Linked DNA regions of Sus scrofa: regions 1 and 2 are each linked to region 3. The links are chromatin contacts, called in public Hi-C maps. All regions are on one chromosome and are shown on one strand. The core of a region is the stretch at or near the end of the contact, and the rest is flanking DNA. Distances in the headings are between cores, read along the strand shown.

Region 1 (4,599 bases), core at 375-2,874, 680 kb after region 3:
ACTTACCCGATTTGCTTATTTTGGTCTTTGATTTTACGAAGCACCCTCAAATTCAATTCAAGTTTTATTAGGGTTCAAATGACATATTTCTAACAAGCCATACATTTCTCTTTAGATGGTTTTGTCCATTTGATGTTATTATTGGCCTGAGATAACATAACAGCTTTTGTTTTCCAAATCTATCCCTTTAGTGAAATCTATTTCATTTGTACAGTTTTAAAACAAAAGATAAACATTCTCTGTGAGATACTGGAAGGAGAAGCAATTAATGTGAATTTGATAAAACATAATATACTGGACTGACAGTTAAAAAGCTATGCTTGTTTGATTGTTGACTAGTTTTGTCTTTAAATAATGGTCTTCTTTTGGCATTTAATGTATATTTGTTCGCAATAAACATAATTTATGAATATTTTAACACATGTGTACTCAGTGGGGTGGATTATCATACTGATATAAATAGAATTAATGAGCAGTCAACCCGCCACATGTCATGACATATGACTGGGCAGCTAGAGCACAGAAATAATTCTTGTAGTTTCATAATAAAGCTTTTTTCTTAGTTTAACTTTTTCAAACTATTCACTGTCTTTATTTTCCCTTTATTTTGGAGTATGAGTCACCAACTAGGAAACAGGATTCTGGTTTTCCTACAAGCATCTCCTTTTTGACATTCATGAACTATTTTCTTGTCCTTTAAAACTAAATAAACATATTTGAACAAACTAATGCCTTTCGGCCAACTTTCAGAGAATTGGTCGTAAATAATCATTTTACTTATTTCAACTAGAAAAAAAAATCGATGGATTTCTCCTCTTCTTTTCATTTTGTGGCAAGAGTCTGATCACACCCCATAGCTGCTGGCAGCTCTTTACAAGAACAAAAACTTTTAAAATTCTTTTAAATTCTAAAACAAATCTGATGACCGTATCACCTGGATAAAATCATCCTGCAGAAAACATCTTCTTAGCCAGTTATTTGTGTTCCTTGCACCCAAAGCAACAATCTGTTAAGCGTGCCTAATAAGATTTTTTTTTTCCTAAGGAATAAACCCAGTGGTATAAAGCCACCTCTTCAAATGATAGGTATGGGGGTGAACACGGGCATGCAAAATTTCCAGTTCAACCAGATTTCATCTGACCAAGAATTATGTGCATAGGGATGCAAATTGAAATTGAAGAGGAATGTTATTTCTTTTTATTATTTTTATAGCTTGATGACGGGGTAAAAAAATGGGAAAAAAATTAAACTAGCATGTAGACTGCACGGTCCAGATGATCTGACGGGAGGAAGGCTTTGGCAAAGATATTAGAGCATGACTTTTGAGAGATACAGATGGCAGGGTTATAGCCTTTATTCCTCTTATCTTTCATTTTCAAAGGGAATATTCAAAGCTTTTTTGCCACCACCAGCCCTCCACTTCTACGTTCACATTTAAAAACACTGCCTCCCTAAACCAAAGTTCTGGCCTAAAACAGGCAAGCCCCAGGATGCTTTAAGAAAATGACAGAGTGTGACACCATGCTCCTGGTCATCTGTTAGAGGAGGAGACTGCACTCGACAGGGCTGGGGGCTGATGAACTTCCCTGAAGTGTCTCCCTTGGGGAAATTCAGCTCTTTCACCGGCAAAGAAAATGGGCACCACCTAGTGCTTTTTTGATGCAAAGGCTGTTTGCACTGGTGTGGACCTGAGTGGACCTGAGTGGGCCTGTGTGTTGGGTGGCTGACCTCTACAAAGGGAAAAAGAAAGAAGTCAGTTGGCTTTACCCTGTAGGCCAAAAAAAAAAAAAAAAAAAAAAAAAAAGAAGTAAAAATTAAAAAGCAAACTATAAGCTTAAGACAAATGAATTTAGTGCTTCAAACTCAGGGATTTTCAAACTCAGGGATTTTCTTGGGCTTTTTCTTTTTTTAAGCAATTGTTTGTCTGTTCATGAGAAATAACATTTTTACTCACTGAGACGATAATGATAATTTCTCTTGTATAATTTTTTTTTTTTTTTGGCCTCTTCATTTGGTCTGTGGCTAACTTGTAAACATTTCTAAGAACTTTCATTTCATCCAAAGTGACAAAGCAGAACAAGCCTTCCCACCACCCCCTAATCCAGTCTAACAAGGAGCCTGTCTGTGGAGTTCTCCTAACACAACAAATAGCTTTTATGAAAAATGGTTTGTAGCACAAAATCTTTTGCAATGCAATAAGATCAAGTTAACCCTCATGCCTCTAGGAAAAAGCCTGGGAAGTTTTATCTGATTGGCAAAATGGACCCAGATATGAGTTCAAGGATTGAGTACACTTTGATGAAATTTCACAGCAATGAAGTCTGATTACCTGAATGATTGCTTAAGCCCTTTAAAAAATAACTCAAGGAAGCACTAGATTTTTTTTGTTGTTGTTGGGAAAACAGATGGTCCTGTAGGGAACAGGAGAGTAACTATTCCAGCCTGTTTGCTTTCTCTATTACACTATGCTTCGAATTACTGTTGCCACAGTTGCTTTTAGGAAATAACGATCATGATTTCTCTGCTGCGAAGAGGTGGAATGTTCCGCAATACAATTAAAAACCTTAGTGTAGGCAGGGTGGAGGGTACAAACAGGGAGAGTGAGGAACCTGCTATACATAACCAGATTAACAAGGGGCCTGCTACACATCCAGGAACTAACTAGCTGACTTTAAACTCATTAGAGATCTGCTTATTCAATATGCTGCCCAACAGAATCCAGATGGAAAACAGTCTTCAAAGAAACAGATAAAAATATTATAACTACTATCAGTGTCTGAGCTAAGCAACCTGGATATAAAGGAATGAAGAAGGCAAAACCTAAGATTCTGAACTTTTCTCCTTGGCCGATAGCAAATTCTGGTTATAAGATGCTGATAGCACTACCTACATACAGCACTCGTCACTTGTATTACGAACGGAGTTAAAAAGTCTAAAGCATATTCATATCTTTAGCTATTTTATTGCTGTAATTTAGGATATTAAAGTTATTCCCTTAAACAAATTAAAAAATGTATATACCAAGGAGGGAAAACAAATGTCTGAAGATGGGTTTCTTCTCCAAGCAGCAAGAAAAAATAAAATGAACTGTTCTCTTTGGGATTTCCCTGAAACAAAACATACAGCTTTAGGTTTATAACTAAATAGGAGATCTTGCCTTGACAGGTTTAAGAAGCACATGAATGATTAGCTGAAACTATGAGTTGGGGGAGGGGGGCTGAGATTGTGTTTTGCCAAATATGTACCTACAAGGTAATGGAAGGAGGTGGCCATCTAATTCACCTTTCAAATAAAAGCAGTATAGGTTCTACATTCAAGATGATTCCTCAACTCAGTGCCATCATCAGATCAGCCTCTTATAAAAATAAAAAATAAAACTTGCTTTTTTTTCTCCTCCCCTCCTCTAACTCCCCCCTCGCACCCTGCCCACCACGGGTTCCCTCCTGCCTGCTTTCCCCCGAATGCTCTAGTTCACAGTGAAACCCTCTGGTAATGACAGTCCTGAAGTGATAATGTACTTCCTGCCTTTCCGTTAGCAGTAGCATTTGATCCCGCCATGGGTGCCAGCTCAGCGGCAGAAGGATGCTTTCATATTTTCGAGAGGCAAAAGGGACCAGTTCGATTTACTGCCTTGACTGACTCAGCAGCTTCACTAAGTTCTGGCCCCCAAATAGATGTTTCATAAAAGGAGAAGAAAAGAAGAGCAGGAGAAGGAGAAAGAGGAGCAAGAGAAAAAGGAAGGGCAAGGGAGGAGAATCAGTTTCGGTTTTTGCTCAATATGGTGTCCGTGAAACCAAAGAATAGATGTTCCCCTTTCTCCCTGGGATTCACAGGAGCATCTGACCTGATAAATACGGAGTTGAGGTGAGTAATATCAAACGCAATCATGGGACGTGGAGGGAAAACAAAAGAGGTCTTTCTGTGGTAACGCGGACCCTTTGTGGAACAAGGGATGGGTCACTGAGTGATAATACATTATCCTCTCATCCACCGCCCTGCCACACCTCCCACCCCATCCCCCCACCCCTGCTCACCTCCGACCAGGTGAGGCTGCACATCCAAAAGTGACCCGTGGCGCAGTGGTGCCTGAGCACGCAGTCAGCCCAGCCGCTCCGTGTGCCCCGGTGGTGCACTATCCCCACGCTCCCATTTCTAATGGATGGCACATCAATCTGCTGAGGTAATCAAACTGAAGACAATCAATAGTTCTAACCAAATACCTGTTATTTTAAGAATAAAAGCACAGTGATTTCTTAGCTGCGAGGAACACCAGAGATGCTATGTGTTGTAGTTTAAATAAAATTGATTTTGCTTGCTTCAGGACCCAGATCACTCAATGTGTGTCAGGCTTGGATAACCATATAATACAGAAAATAGTCATAGCTATTCATTTGAAGACACTTGGTTTATTAATGTCAGTGCTGCTTTACTCTATGATTTCCCAAGTTCAAGTCCATGGGGAAAAGGGAGGAGGGAACCTGTGGACAGAGGCAGGAGAGTAAGGACCTTGTTTTGAGTGCCTATTATGTCACAGATGGAGTTCCACAGTCTTTTCCATATGAACCAATGGGTTAGATATTTGAAGCCAAGCTTATTTCC
Region 2 (4,917 bases), core at 784-3,283, 970 kb after region 3:
CCTTTTAGGGCCTTAACATAAAACCTACCAAATTAGGTGATCAAAGGCTTTGATTCAGTGATTAGATAGCAGAATACACATAATGTCTAGATCTTTTTCTGACATATGAACAGCTCTCAACCATCCCCCCTTTGGCTGACTCACCTTCTTCTTAGGTAAGTACATGATGGTGTTTCTGACCACTTGTTTCTGACCATCTCATGCGGATGTTCTCATGAGATGCTTCAGTCAAGAAGGGGAGCTTGGAGTTAAGGGATGCAAACTATTGCTTTTGGAATGGATTAACAATGAGATCCTGCTGTGTAGCACTGAAACGATGTCTAGGTTCTTACAACGGAGCATGATAATGGGAGAAAAAAGTATGTATACATGTATGGGTAACTCAGGTCCCCATGCTGTACAGTGGAAAAAACAAATTATGTTGGGGAAATAACAGTAAAAAAAAGGCAGGGGGCCTATGTCAAACATCTCTGCAAATGCTCATAGCACATCTGATCCCTGCCTTGGCAATTCGTGATATGTGTCAAAGTCTCCAAGACTGCTGTCATCAAGGAATTTTCATGACTTCTCTTAATTTAATATTTATCAGGCTTCTTTGGCTATGGAACTCCTTTCCTGACAATATAGCTATTGAAATCTTGCAACACACACTTCAGGAAAAACTAGCTCTACACTTCACATCTCTATTTCTGTCTGAATCCCCTACTTTCTCACATTCTTGGCACACTTGCTCTGCCCTACAAAAACATTCCCATTCTATGGACTATCTTTTTAAGTTCCTACCATGTTAAACTATTAATAAGGGCTCACTATGCTCTGAGTTCTAAGCTCTAAGTCATTGAGCTTAGAACTTAAAATGGGTTGAAGCCCAGGTCATGGCTGCATGACCTTGAATGAAGTGCTCTACTTTCTGTAAGCATTGATTTCTTCACTTGTAACCTCAACATTGTAATTTACACCTTGCTTGTATCAGCATTGCTTTAAGGCTCAGCAGAAATAATAGAGAGGAAAGCATGCCATTCACCCTAAAATGTGGTATAAATGTTAAAAATTATTATGACAATAATGACCATGACGCTAAACCTCTTTCCTTAAGAAACGCATTTACTTTAGTGTCAAAAGTTCCTAAAGAGGTTTAAAAACTGATTATATTGGGTTTAATCTGTCCACTGAGCAGAGGGAAATACAGTTGAAGAATTAAAAGCAGAAACTCACCAGCTGCAGAACAGAAGAAGAAGGCATAACCCTTTGGAGGAGGGGGCGCAGTTAGAGGGAATCTCAAATCATTCCACGAGGAGGAGGCAGAGCTCTTACATGATTTCACCCAGAGATCTCTCCTGACCTAGCGGTCGGGTAAATAGTCTGCCAGGAGCTGGGTGCCTGGTGGAAACATATGTGAAAATGCTGATGAAATGGAAGGCTTTGGCTCAAGTTGTAGAAACCCCCTTCGGTGACCTGAAGGAAGCCAGAAACCCTAGAAGAACATGCAAGATTCTTTTCTGAGCCATCCCAGAGATTTCTCCTTTTTGCCCCAGTGGAAACAGGGCAAATAGGACTGGATGTCAGTACCTGGAGTTCAACAATTCAGAGTCGAACCTGAGAAATACTAGGTTCTCATAGATGGGTTTAGATGAATGCATCCTTCTTGTCTGCCAGGCTGGTGGCTGGAAAAACATCTGTTACACATTTTAATGGGGTGGGTGGGTCTTCTGAACACATCACGTGATGCCGTAACCCAAAAGAGTGATGTAAATGATAGGGAAATTTAGAGATCACAGCTGGCCAGAAACAAAATGTGACATTGGCCCTTTAAGGCTTTGTCCTTCTGACCATTCCAGGTTCCTAATCCTCCTGCCAAGTGGGCTGGAGGCCAAAATATTTCTTAACTTTGCATTTATTTCAGGGTGTTAATCTCATAGGCAACCAACTCCTATTTAATAAACTCAAAACTCCCCAGGCCCTCCCCCTCAGGGATGCCTGCGTCTGTTCTCCCAGAGGCTCAGCATACATGTGCCTGCCCCTGTCTTTTCCTGCCTGCCCAGGGTGTTGACACAGCAGTGTCAGGACATCACGCAGCTGTCATCAGCCCCATGCCACAGATGGTCCCTCAATTATGCATCCCCCTTCCCAGGGCGCCTGCCTTGGCCACTCGAGCAGTCTACCTGCCACTGAGTTTCACATGGAACTCCAGAGGCCAGGAGGAGAAGCCAAGTGGCATGGGCTTAAGAACCTTTCGCTCCAAGGCGGGCTGGCAGAGGGAGTGGATTCCCCAGCCCTTCCTCAGCCCCATTTTTAATCACTAACCAAGGAAGGTAATGAGAACGTACTTGAATTACAAAGATTCCCATTTATTACTCTGGCCGCCCCTCCACAAAGCCTCCCTTTGGCAAAAACAGATCACTATTGACACTTTTAGAAGGCCCTGGGCCCCTCTCAATTATTGGCCTAATCTCTGCCTGCTCTGAAAGCAGAATTCTTTCCTAACTAGATTTTTTCAAAAGTTAAGAGGCTACTCTCTGCTTTCTTCAGCAGAAAGACTTGGTGAGCTAATGTTGGTATGTTTCATGGCCTCCGCAGCATCTGCAGGATGTGGAAAGAGAAGAAACAAACCAGATGTTTCCAAAAGGTAGCTCCACTAAGCCTTCTTAACATAATTATTGCAATAGTGTATCCGCATTTTATGGTCCCGCTTCTCTCTTGATACCTTGGGAACTTTTCCTGGAGAAATCCAAACCAGTAGATCTGAGTTCCCTCTAAACAGATTTGCAACCTTAAAAAAAAAAAAAAAAAAAAAAAAGAGAGAGAAAGAAAGAAAAAAAATTTGACATATATCCCCCATTAAATCCAAATTTCCTTTATCAAATTTTCGAAGGGAAAAATAGATTAAGGACATGTAGATATTTATCTCAGCCTTCAACATTTACACTCATTTGGTTAATTAGCACTTAATTACACTGTCAAAGGGGAAAATTTTACCACGGGGCGCGGGCAGACCAATGCCCTCCCTTCAGCCCCTCACTTCTGCCGAGAGAGAGGCCAGACCTCTGCTCCGAGCCAACTCCTTCCTCACGAAACATTCGTAATGATTACTTGACAAGGACTGTAGATACAAAATTGTGCAATGGAGAGCTATCACTCACGGGGGCCACGCTGAGGTTCTCAAGCTGGAGCAACAGTGCCCCCCAAAGCAAGCAGTCAGAAACATCCTGAAAGGCAACACGGGTCTGCCCAAACTTCTATTTTCTGCTTCATAAGCCAGGGAGCTATTTTAAGAGTTGCTGGCCGAAAAGCAGGCTCTATTACAACCAGACAAGCATTCCAACCAAGCTGGGGAGCCTCCGCTGGAAGCGGAGAATGTTTCCACCTATTCTAACTCAGACGCCGAGAATTCTCCGCGGAGAAGAGGGGGGTGGGGAGCAGGAGAGACACAGTAGAAAATCGGAAAACTTCAGAAGTCTGCCGAACTCAAGGGAACAAAGTCTAACTCAATTAATGCATAAATCTTATTAAGCGAAATGCAGCTGAATAGAGTCATTTGTCATCAGAGTTTCTCCATCTTGTAACAAATGGCAATATTTGGGGGTCTCACGGGTTCTCTGCCAAGGGGAAGACGTCATTAAAGCTGCTGGAAAATAATAGTATTCGAATTAGTTTAATTATGATGTGATGAATTATCAAAGCATTTTTTAAAAACAATATGCAATTAGCCTTTTTTTTTTTTAAGCCAAAGACTGTTTTCCAAAACAGGAAATGAAGCATAACACCCTTAATTTCATCGTTGGGGCAAAGTCCTAGACACCCTGATGCAGTGGTACAATGAGCATGTAATGAAACCAACTGTCCCCGCTCCAGCAACGCCCTTTGTGCATTGACTAGAAGGGCTTTTGGCTCCAAGAGTGGAAACTGCATTAAGCCAGAGCCTAACCCAAATTTTCTCTTTCAAGTTCTAAGCCCTGTTTTCTATTTTCCTTTATATCTTGGATAGGGTCACCCTATAAGAAATGAAATCTCACATTCCTGAAAGACAGTGAACTGATGAGGTCATATCAGCCTGCTTGGCTTTTATACTGCTCTTGAGGGTATTGCAAGGGGAAAAATAATAATAATAATAATGTGGTATTGGAAAAAGGGAATGAAAATGAGGACGCCTGAACATCAAACTTTTAAAACCAAACTGTATAATCAACAACACAATCGGATAAGCACCATCAGGAACAACCCCTCCCACTCCTTCACAAAAAACCACAAAGAGACCCCCAGCCACCATACTCCCACCAGAACAGCTAAAATTAAAATGGCTGATAAAACCAATGAGAGAAAATTAAAATTCTCATGCATCTTCAGTCAGAGCATTAATTGGTACAACCACTTTGGAAAACTGTTTGATGGTGTGTATTAAATATATAAATCCTAAGACCCAGCAGTTCTGTCCCTGGGTGTGTATCTAACCTAGATGGGCATATGTGTCAACCAAAAGGCTTGTACAAGGATGTTCACAGCAGCTTGATTCATATCAACTCCATCCTAAAGGCTCATCATTTGTAAGATAAATTGTGAGATAGTCATTCCATGGAATATTACATAGCAATACTTCCCAGACACACACACACACAAAAATGCACACTAGGTGATTTATCTTATATTTTGTTCAAAAATAGGCAAAACTAATCTGCGGTGATAGATGTTATCATAATGGTGAGGGAGGTAATGCCTGGACAGGGCCTGAGAGAGCCCTTGGGATGTGCTGGGATTGTTCTGTATCTTACTGTGGCTGTAGTTCCACAGGTATAGACATAAGCAAACATTCCTGCAGCTGGACCGTTAAGATGTATGAACCTTATGTATGAGATACCCCTCAAAAAGTAAAAGGAAAAGAAAGACAAAGGAAAAAACCTTCCCCCTCAGTCATCAGCTTCA
Region 3 (4,445 bases), core at 456-2,955:
GACTGTGGGGCAGCCTGAAGCACTCTGGGTGGCCAGGTTCAGAGTTTACACGAGGTTGGGAATGCCAGGGGCAAGTACAGAGCGGCGAAGGAGAGAGAGTGGGGGATCGCCTCTTGAGGAGGTCGCTAATGGCGAAAGTTGCGGGGGGTGTGTGTGTGTGTCTCATTTTGGCCCAATCTGCCCACTAAGGAGTCTACAACAGTCTCTCCCAAGGCGGAGCTGAAAGAGAAAACAAACAACATATTGAGCAACCTGTGCGCCAACATCTGAGCTTTCTAGAGTCTTTGCCTTAAAAACGGGTATCCTGGGGGTCTTGGTAAAGAGATGAGATGCATTTTATGGTCCCAATTTTGGCGGGCCGCGCCCGAAGGTCGCTCCTCCGCGCACTGCCCGGAGAGCTCAATCCAGCGAGGGGAAGCCCAGGCGCTGAAACCCTGGAGAAAAGGGATTTAGTTTTAAGCCAGTCTCCCATCGATCGGGTCGGTAATTCCTACCCCTGCCCACTCACAGACACACTCACCTCTACTCTAAAGCATTAAGTTCATTACGTGAGCAATGATCTTTATATCCAGTTGGAAAACGAGTCCCGGGACCTCGCCGATTGGGGAAGCAGTGAATAAAGTCACCTGCTCCCGCATCCGCCCGGCCGGCTCCTCCGTGGCAGGGCGGAATGCGCAGGGGTCCCGCGCTCCAAGCTGGAGCGTTTCCCGCAGGGGTCAGGGAAGCCTGTGCCTGCTGTCTTCGGGTTGGCGACCTTCTCGAAGGGTGGGATTGCCCTCGTCGACTTTCTTCCTCCCCTCCCTTCTATTTTCTTCTTGGGGGCCCCCTCTCACCTCCGCGTTTTCTTCCTGCTCCTTTCCCCAAAGTGGCGAGCGCCCCTTCCCTTCCAAGAGTCCCCTGGCTGTCCCCCCACCCTGACCTCTCCCCGCAGCCGCAGGTCCGGGTAACCCATCACCTTTTCGTTCCCGCCTGCTTCACCCACCAGCCTTGACCTCTGTGGATGGGGATCGCTTAGCGAAGCCCTCTTGAAGCTACTTGCTGAGGGCACCCTGGGGCTTTAAACAACCCGATTCCTCCATCTAGGAGAGATCCCTGTGCCCAATGATACTTCCATCTCAAAGAAAGCCAGCGAAGCGGCAAACACCCCTCGCAGCCGCCTGCTCCCCATCCCCCCCCCACTATCCTCCCCCGCAACACCTCCCATCCCCTTGGCATCGAGCAGTGTCTGGCACTGCGGGGAGATGGAGGTGAGCCACGCGCCCCCTTCCTTACTGGCCGACCCACGAGGCGCCAGCTTGTTCTGGAGACTCAGTTTCCACCGGACAATCGTGAAAGCGGGGAAAACACAACGCAGTGGTGTGTAAACCCACTTTCCCGCGCCCTCCCCCCATCTGATTTTCAAGACGTGCATTTTCAGGTAGTCCTAAAGAGTGAACAGCGAGCTTTGTGTGTTATCTAGTGGGGGTGGGGATGGAAGAGGAGGAGACTCCCACCGCTCGCTCCAGTCTTTAATGTCTGAAATAACGAAATGCCTGTGTGGCAGCTGCTGCTAGAGCCAAAACTAACTCTTTGGAAGACGGAAAAGAGTGAAAGGCAAAGAAAGACTGTTCATTTTTTTTCCTTTGGTGCCGTTTGGGATGTCATCTGTTTCCTTGGCGACTGTGTTCAGTCCCCGGAGCCCCTGGGCTCCTGGATTGTTAGGGGGGAAAAAGCATGCTATTTCTGCACCGTCATTTATCACTGTCACAGCATAATGATTCCCCTTGCAGCCCCTTATTGATGTTTGTAATTGCATTATCTCATAAAGGAGGATGATCAATGAAACCGAGCCGTGCATTCTGGGGTCAGAGGAAGCCAAAGTACTGTTTGTCCCCTTTAATACAACAAGTACTCATTATCTTTAGGTCTGCATTCAAAAAATGATCTGATCTGGGTCTGACCCTGTCGGACATCCCAACACTTTTTAAAACGCGGTTTGTGTAACCTTTTGCTTAAATGCTAAATCAAGTACCTGTCTTGCATTTCAACGAAACAAGACTCTAAAATTGAATGGGAAAAGCATTTTTTTCTTTCTTTCTGCCCCCCACCCCCACCCCCGGTCCGGTAAGGCGGTCTGAGGATGCATGTGATTTTACACTGTAACTGCTCAGTGATATAATGTAGAAAAAGCAACCCCCATCAGTAAGGGACCCAAGTAATCTAATGAATGAAAAAATTGGGGTGAGGGGGGAAAAGGTATCTGGGAGCATTTAACAAGGTCGGTATTAAAAGATCAGAATAAACCCACACCCTGTTTAATTAATAAGAGCTATAAACTGAAATAATTCCCCATGATTCTGCCCTTGCTTCTCCCCTTTACAGAGTCATATCTCTTTGGTTTAGATAAATGACTTTTGTGCCTGTTCGATTCTCACAACAACAATAACTAAATCAGTTGCACGCTCTGTATCTAAAACTGTCTACAAACTCCAGCAAATAAAAAGGAGTTCATTTGTCTATTAAGGCAAGTATTTAGTTGAGCAGAAATGTCCCAGTAACACTGAATGGAGTTCATGTAATCCCAAGAAAATCAAGTCATCTTGTTGCACTGAAGTAAATGAAAAAATACAAAGGAGGAAAGGTCCAAGTGTAATTTTAAACTAAGTGCATTATTGGAGTGTCAGAGTGAAAACTGTGCTTGTGTGGTTGGGATGGAGGGAGTAGACTTCAACTTAGCTCACATGTAACTGAAAGCTTTTATCAAGGAAACAATGATGCCAAGTTTGGTTATCATTTTAATTTGTGGAAAGAGGAGAAATGGAGACAATTTTAATTCATCATCTCAATAAATTAGGGTAACTCCTTCAAAGACAAAATTAAGCGAAGAATTGACTTTTAACGTTGCAAACCTGTATAACCAAAAAGAAAAGTTTCCAATCTTCTGAAGGTGAATTCTTCCATGCTAATAAAGCTACAAAAAAAAAAAAAAAAAAAAAGATGAGGATCAGGGGTTTATTTTAAATATTCTACAAATAATTTCTAAACCACATAAATCAGTATTTTACATAAAAATGTTTAAATGAAAAGCCTTCACCATATGAGAAAATGGATACTAATACTAGTTAAATAAAATACTGTCTTGATCATTTGACACCTTGACATAAAACCTTAAATCGAATGATAGAAAAACAAAGGGCAAAAATACTCCCCTTTAGAAAAAAGAACTTTAATATTAAGCTAAAAAGAGTTTTAACTCTGTCGAACCATCACTTAATTTTTCTCTAGAAGGCAGATTCTTCTAATACGTATTATTTTCCAGGAATTCTGTCAGATCACTTTGAAATAATATATGTTTTGTATTATTTAAATATTCTGGCACTTTCGTTCTTTGATAAGGCTCAAACTGAAATGGATATGCAGTCACGCATATATTTAATATAAATGGTGTCTTGTCGTTAACATAAAATATCAAAGGGAAAATAAAACTTTGGGCTTTGTCAGTTGAGATAGAATTTTTTAGCATAATACTCTGATTTTCAAAACATACAAATGAACTCCCTCGATTTTAACCAATCAACACAAGTCTTTCTCTTATTTGGTTGGGGATCTGGCATCCGGTACGTTTTCTATTTTTAATATTTAGTGTTATAGCCCACGGTTAAAATAATGAAAAATTAGTCTCGTTTCAGATATTATTTATTTATAGAAAGAACATGATTAAAACATAAACACACACACAAACTGCAGCTGCAACAGAGGAAAAAAAACTTGATTTACGGTTATTAAATCTTTGATCGCCATGTTAATGTTTCTTTTTCTACCTTTCATTTGCATTTTAATCTATCGAATCTTTACAATTTTGCTGCCTCCTATGTCAATGATTGATTACAGATCTGAAATAAGAAAAACCAAGCCTAGCTTTTCTTTTTCCTTTCTTTTATTCGCTTTCTTTTTTCTTTTTTTTTTCACCGTCCTCTTCCCCCGGGTAGATTTCTGAAACTTTCTCTCAATGCTAATGTAGACAGGACAAATTAATTCTGCTCTTTTAAATGTCAAAGATATAAATAAAAAATGTTTTCTGTCCCAAACGTGAATATTTTCCCAGCCGCTTGTTTTCCAGTCGTAAAAGATCATCCCAGCAAAACGCAATTAACAGTGAAATACACACCCACGGCGGCGTGGATTTTTTTAAAGGACGAGTTGCTCTGAGTTAAAGAAAGGTGAGAAGTTCATCGTCCCCTCATCATCAGCGGCCCGGCCGCGGCTTCTTTTCCTTCTCACACACTCAAAGATTTGGTTTATCTGTGATCTAAGTCACACAAACAAACAAAAACAAGCCTGGTGGGGCTTGCGGTGCTTAAGTTGATTTCTTGAGACAAGCAGTGCAAAGACAAAAGGGGAAGCGACGCAGGACTGTTTGTTTTCTTTCCCCGGCTTACCACTGCCCCTTGGCCCCTTTCTCCCCC

Evidence for each region. A called contact is a pair of places that touch in the nucleus more often than the background predicts.
Region 1: a Hi-C map of omental adipose tissue shows a contact between it and region 3, with 1.6 times the contacts expected there. The contact joins two enhancer-like sites. A contact is called at or near these places in 5 of 47 Hi-C or Micro-C datasets (embryonic fibroblasts, epiblast stem cells, fibroblasts and 1 more).
Region 2: a Hi-C map of mesenteric adipose tissue shows a contact between it and region 3, with 1.7 times the contacts expected there. The contact joins two enhancer-like sites. A contact is called at or near these places in 8 of 47 Hi-C or Micro-C datasets (embryonic fibroblasts, fetal heart ventricle, fetal skeletal muscle and 3 more).

What each region holds. Positions count from the first base shown.
Region 1 is chr3:74,794,441-74,799,039 of Sscrofa11.1, reverse strand. No RefSeq gene overlaps it. Among named protein-coding and RNA genes, the nearest start is that of ETAA1, 60 kb to the right of the region's middle. Within about 2 kb of position 1,624, at least 9 of the 83 cell types and tissues checked have an H3K27ac peak or open chromatin away from gene starts, as enhancers often do. A contact at or near this core is called in omental adipose tissue, where this site is marked.
Region 2 is chr3:74,508,922-74,513,838 of Sscrofa11.1, reverse strand. No RefSeq gene overlaps it. Among named protein-coding and RNA genes, the nearest start is that of ETAA1, 230 kb to the left of the region's middle. Within about 2 kb of position 2,033, at least 26 of the 83 cell types and tissues checked have an H3K27ac peak or open chromatin away from gene starts, as enhancers often do. A contact at or near this core is called in mesenteric adipose tissue and omental adipose tissue, where this site is marked.
Region 3 is chr3:75,476,456-75,480,900 of Sscrofa11.1, reverse strand. All of the region lies in intron 1 of LOC106509797 (a long non-coding RNA gene), which reads left to right. LOC110259996 (a long non-coding RNA gene) reads right to left here. Exons shown (of 2, transcript XR_002342629.1): 1 at 521-4,445; 2 at 1-434. Among named protein-coding and RNA genes, the nearest start is that of MEIS1, 150 kb to the left of the region's middle. Within about 2 kb of position 1,705, at least 14 of the 83 cell types and tissues checked have an H3K27ac peak or open chromatin away from gene starts, as enhancers often do. A contact at or near this core is called in mesenteric adipose tissue and omental adipose tissue, where this site is marked.